Regions from separate parts of the Oryctolagus cuniculus genome. Here region 2 is linked to region 1. Evidence: chromatin contacts called from public Hi-C data. All regions are on one chromosome and are shown on one strand. Each heading gives the region's core, a stretch centred on a gene start, on an enhancer-like site or on the middle of the called end of the contact. The rest is flanking DNA. Distances are from core to core; before and after follow the strand shown.

Region 1 (3,021 bases), core at 210-2,709:
TCCGCTGGTTCACTCCCCAAATGGCTGCAACAGCCAGGGCTGGGCCAGGCCAAAGCCAGGAACCAGGAGCTTCTTCCTGGTTTCCCACACGGGTGCAAGGGCCCAAGGACTTGGGCCATCTTCCACTGCTTTTCCAGGCCATAGCAGAGAGCAGGATCCGAAGAGGAGCAGCTGGGACACGAACTGACACCCATATGTGATGCTGGCACTGTAGGCGGAGGCTTAGCCTACTATCCTACAGCACTGGAACGCTACTAATATACTTGTATATGCACAAATTGTCTTCAAGAAGTTCTTAGAAAATGTGTATTAGTGAAAAACTTTTCAGATTTAAAAAAATATTTCTGCAAGAAAATAAACTTGTCCATTCTATTTTCTATGAACTTTTTGGAGATACCCTTGTAGATGTTTATGCCTGTGTATATAACTTTTAAAGCATACACAAAAAAGGACAATATTGCATACAATGTTTTGTAAGTTGTTTTCCTCTTTTGGAGCAGGTCACACTCAAAGGTTTCCTTAGTTAAAACAAACAAACAAAAGTGTTGAACATCTTTTCAAAGCAGTACACTCATACATCAACAAATCCTCCCCCCGTGTGCCTTCGGTCTGACGGACTAACAGGCAAATCTCTCTGAGAGTAGGCACTCGGCTGTTTTGCTGCTATTACACCTGATTCTGCTAATGGGATGATGCACCATAAAATGTGTTTCATGAAAGGGACATCTGCCTAGTTTCAGGTATTTCTATTTTTTTTCCATCATGGGCATAAGAAGAGATAGTTTTGGGTACTTCTGTTCCAAAACTGCTGCCCTGAGTGTGCTTGTGCCTGTACTCATAGCACAGGAGAAAGTGTAGGGTCAAATGGCATGTGAACTGTGACCACCAAGGGTGCCATGATTCCCATACCTGATGGGGCATCAAAACTGGAATTCCAGAGAGCTTAAAATACATAGGCTGAGGCCGGCACTGTGGCATAGTGGCTAAAGCCGCTGCCTGCAGTGCCAGCATCCTATATGGGCACTGGTTCGAGTACCAGCTGCTCCACTTCCAATCCAGCTCCCTGCTATGGCCCAGGAAGGCAACAGAAGATGGCCCAAGTCCTTGAGCCTCTGCACCGACATGGGAGACCTGAAGGAAGCTCCTGTCTCCTCCTGGCTTTGGACTGGCAACGCTCCAGCCATTGCAGCCATCTGGGGAATGAGCCAGCGAACGGACAACCTCTCTCTCTCTGCCTCTGCTTCTCTGTAACCCTGCCTTTCAAACAAACAAATAAATCTTTAAAAAAAAATAATACAATAAATACATAGCTACCTTTGTACACCCCTCTCCATTCTAACTCAGCAGGCGGGGGAGGGCCCAGAATCCCTTCAGTGGGAGCTCCCTCAGCAATGCAAGACCGGGCACGGCCACACCCCCTGTCCAATTCTGGCTACACGGCAGCAGATGGGAATGTGCTCCTGTAGCCTAATCTTAATGTGGTTACTCACTGGTTACTCACCTGATGGTTATCAACAGTGTCTGCTGAGTGCGAGACCCTGTGCTCTTTGTCCCAGAGGCAAGGTTGTGCTGCGGGCGTGGCAGGCATTTCACCACCCATGGGTGGCGGTGCTTCGGGTGAGTGGGTGAGTTTGATGGCAACACGTCGGCCCTGGCTGGGGTTTGGGGAGGGAGCAGAGTGTGGGTGAAACTCTGGAATCCTGCAGCACTGCAGCGGCAGGAATTTTAAAAAGGCCCAGCCCTGGACTTGGTGACAGGTTTCTGTGTCTAACCCGCGGCCAGCAACACTACTCGATCTTCCCTGCCAGCCGGCATGGGGGGCAGGGCACAGTCCTTTCCCTCTGGGCCCTTCTAAGCCACACAAACTACAAGGGGATGAAATCCACGTGGGAAATGTGCCACGGACATCTAACAGATCCCCACAGAGTTCCCCATCACTCGTGACCCACCCAAAAGCCATGTTCCCTGGACTTGTCCTCTGGCAGTCTCTGTCTCCAGGGGGTGTGCTCCCTGGCACTTGAAATTAACAGCAAAGGAAAAAAACGGCTGCTGCCACTGCTCCCCGAGGCCTCCATGTCAGAACATCCAGCTGCTTTACTGAGCCATCCCACCGGGTTCTCCCCATGGTGCAGGCAGCTCGGAGAAGCTGACAAACCATACAGAGGCCACAGGTTCTCAGGAGAGTAGCCGTCAACCTTTCTTGTTTGCACACTCTATTACTTAACAAGGTCGGAAAACTATCTCCAAAAACAGGTCCCCGCCTCTGTGGCCACATAATTTATAATAAAAGTAGGAAAAGGAGATATTTTTAATAAATGGTGTGGGAATAGATGGATACCCATATGGGGAAAAAAAAAAAAAAACACGAAACTAGATCCTATTCCATACCATTTGCAAACAACAAATTCAGGTAGAGGGGCCGGCATTGTGGTGCAGCGGGTTAAAGCCCTGGCCTGCAGCACTGGCGTCCCATATGGGCACCGGTTCGAGTCCTGGCTATTCTACTTCCAATCCAGCTCTCTGCTATGGCCTGGGAAAGTAGTAGAAGATGGCCCAAGTGCTTGGGCCCCTGCACCCGTGTGGGAGACCTGGAAGAAGCTCCTGGCTCCTGGCTTTGGATCAGCTCAGCTCTGGCCATTGCGGCCATTTGGGGAGTGAACCAGCAGATGGAAGACCTCTCTCTTTCTGGCTCTACCTCTTTCTTTCTGTAACTCTGTCTTTCAAATAAATAAAATAAATCTTAAAAAACAAAATCAGATAGAAAAAAGGTTTAAATGTGAAAGACAAAAATCAACAACTTTTTAGAACACAACGTAGAAAATACCTTCATGACTTCTGAATAGGAAAGAATTTTTTTTTATCTTTTTTTTTTTTTTTTGACAGGCAGAGTGGACAGTGAGAGAGAGAGACAGAGAGAAAGGGCTTTCTTCCGTTGGTTCACTCCCCAAATGGCTGTTACGGCTCACACTGCACCAATCTGAAGCCAGGAGCCAGGTGCTTCTCCTGGTCTCCCATGGGGTG
Region 2 (3,021 bases), core at 288-2,787, 110 kb before region 1:
AGCAGGGCCATCTCTAAAGAATTAGAATCCTTTGGGCCTGGCCACCAACCAATCGTACTCCCCGCTTAGTATCACAGCGTGACCCCTTCCCAGGTCCTCTCCCGCGAGAGGATTGGTATCCCTGGCCCCCTTCTTCACAAGTCTGATTCCACAAGAGATGATTTACGGAAACGTTTCTCAGCTGGGTTTCTTCCAGCACAGCCAGGTCTTTTCTCCAGAAACTTCGGTCCTCAAGGTCCATGTGTCCTCCTCCCACCAACGACTGACCAGCATGCCCCAGCTCTTCCTCTGTGAGCTCTCAGGACACCAGGCTGACCATGTGAGGTCATGGTAGCTTTCTTTCAGTCTCCCATAAAGAACATCTCTCTCTGAGAATGTTGCTGGACAAAGGTCTCCAGGTAGACTCTGCCCTGTTTATTTTTATTCTGCTTTTCAATATTAATTGTGACTAGATTCTAAAAAGAATAATGTCTGTCATTTGCAAGGCTTTGGGGCCTTTCCATGCAAACCAAAGTGGAAATTGTTTTGGCTGAGTGGGTTGGCCACCCACTAGTGATAGGAGAGCTTTGCCATGGGTTTCTGGGTGTTTATCAAGGAAAGCACATTCCCCCCACCCCACTTGGGTTGCAGAGCGACACAACTCTGATGTGCCATCGTATCCTTCTGTTCAAGATGTAAACAATTTGTTTTGAGGTCTGGTTACAATATAATATTAGTAAATAAACGTTTAAAATTGAAGTACAACTTACAGGCAGAAATGCATACAAATCATAAGCATACAGCTTGAAGGATTTATCCCAAAGTAAACACTCACTTAACTACTACGCAGATGGGGACATTACCAGCATTCCAGAAGCCCCTCTCGGGCCCCTCCCAGCCACCAGCCCTACCCTCTCCCTACAGGGAACCTCTATAATTTTGATCTTATGACCTCCATATTTTTATATATCTGATGGCCCAGATAATTATCTCTGGAGGCCAGAGTTAATCAGAAGCTGGGAGGATTATTTCCCTGTGAGTCATTTCTCTTAAGCAGAGTTTATCAGTGAGGATGCTTCCAGCTGCAAGGAATAGAAACCTAAACTTGAATGGCTTAATAGGAAAAATTAGGATCTCCATGTAGATGCAAGTCCTGCTGTCGGCCAAGCTTCAGCGTGAGTTGGGTCAGCAGCTTGGGTCAATCTCTGCACTTGGCCGTCCTTGGTGCTGGCTTCATTCTCGGGCTGGCAACAGGATGCCCACAGCAGTTCTTTCCTGTGGGTGTTTCTTTGGAGAGGAAACTTCTCCCTGAATCCTTCCTCAGATGTCCCATCGTATCCCGTTGGTGAGAACTGGGTCACATGTGTGACCAATCAGACCAGGGGTATGGGTGGGGCCCAAATGTCTGAGACTTATCATCTGGGGTGGGTGGATGTTAAGAAGTCCACTCCAAAGCTCCCCCACGGAAAGCCACGTAATTCAATAGACAATGCCTGCTAAAACCAACCTCTTTATACTGCTAAATGGTAACAAGGGTTATAAACAGCCGAGGCTTCTGGCTGAGCGTACTGTTGGAGACTCAAGGTTAGAGGTAAGGAAGTAAGTCTCTGTGGGGAAAGAATAAATTGACCATGACAAAATAAACACAGCAGTTCTTGCCCTCTCTCCCTCTCTCCTGTGAACATCAAGATCCTTTCTCTCTGCACTGTTTGGGTCCTGAGTCATAAACATATTTTTCAAAGTTACTGAGATAGTGTCTGTTACTGGTTATGTTAAGCACAGAACATAATGTTTCAGTATACACTTAGCACAAAGCCTACCTCTTTGCAAATCACATGACAGCACGCAGCGCACACGAGGCGTGCCACGGGAGTGCTACAGGATGTGGGAGCCACAGCTTCTCAGGTTCTCCAGATTCCTTAAGCCACCTCCATATAACCCACCAGCCACTCAGGTCTTCTGCACATTCGAATATTGTCTTAGATTCTCCTGAAGAATTTTATAAATCTGAGAGCCCCACATCTGTCTGTATGTTTGAACATTCACTTTCAGAAGGTGGCGGGGTACGTAACACGGACATTCCTTCTATCAGAGTGCCAGTCACGGCTATTATTAGAATGCTGGACGAACACTTTTCAGAAGACTGTGGCTGAAGAAGAGCTGGGTAGGTCAGATAAACTCATTAGTGGAAAGCAATCAAACTAATCGCGTACAATAGTGATGTTTTTGTGTTAAGTGCATGCATCCATGGGACAGGACACATAGTAAATGGATTTCAAAGGTGAGCTATCATTCTATTTATGTATATAATATTTTACACATCTATGTGCACGTATGTCAATAATTTTGTTTTGGTTAAAAAGATAGTCATTCACAGTGGATTAATACACAACTGAAACTCAGCACCAACAAGGAAGGATGAATATAAGGGCAATTCCAATTGGAGGGTCAAAAAGCTAGTGGATCTTCAGAAAAATATTTACCACGAAGCATTCCTGAGGACATGTTTTTCTTACAAATGTTTCCAATACTTTAATTGCACTACATATTTTAAGTTTTATTTATTTGAAAGAGTAGCATCCCTCCCAAGTCTGCCTTTCAAATAAATAAGTAAATCTTAAAAAAGGAGGAGGAGGAGAAGGAGAAAGGATGACAGACAGAGGGAAGAGACAGCTAAGACTAGGGCAGCCCAAAGCCAGGAACCCCATCCAGGTCTCCTGCACGGGTAGCAGGGACCTAAGAACTTGGGCCATCATCTGCTGCCTCCTAGGATGCACAGTAGTAGGAATCTCGATTGGAAGTGGAGGAGCCGGGACTCTGATATGGGATATGGGTGTCCCCACCACAAAGCTTGCCCTTAATTGTACTACATCGATAAGGCAACACACCATCCCAAACAGCATATACACCATTAATAATATGCACAGTTCCAATATGAGAAAACATCAATAACACACTTGATCTGGGTGGGCCTAAACCTCTGCACATTTTAAGAAATGTATTCCTTTTTGCTAAAGTAAAACTACAGTATCCTAGGATCAT

Evidence for each region. A called contact is a pair of places that touch in the nucleus more often than the background predicts.
Region 2: a Hi-C map of psoas muscle shows a contact between it and region 1, with 7 times the contacts expected there. The contact joins two enhancer-like sites. A contact is called at or near these places in 4 of 6 Hi-C or Micro-C datasets (liver, psoas muscle, skin fibroblasts and 1 more).

The regions. Positions count from the first base shown.
Region 1 is chr18:52,481,984-52,485,004 of mOryCun1.1, reverse strand. All of the region lies in intron 5 of NIP7 (nucleolar pre-rRNA processing protein NIP7), which reads right to left. Among named protein-coding and RNA genes, the nearest start is that of TERF2, 12 kb to the right of the region's middle. Within about 2 kb of position 1,459, at least 2 of the 8 cell types and tissues checked have an H3K27ac peak or open chromatin away from gene starts, as enhancers often do.
Region 2 is chr18:52,592,412-52,595,432 of mOryCun1.1, reverse strand. It overlaps LOC138846561 (a long non-coding RNA gene), which reads right to left. Exons shown (of 3, transcript XR_011384065.1): 2 at 1,800-3,021; 3 at 1-1,586. Among named protein-coding and RNA genes, the nearest start is that of CYB5B, 64 kb to the right of the region's middle. Within about 2 kb of position 1,537, at least 1 of the 8 cell types and tissues checked has an H3K27ac peak or open chromatin away from gene starts, as enhancers often do.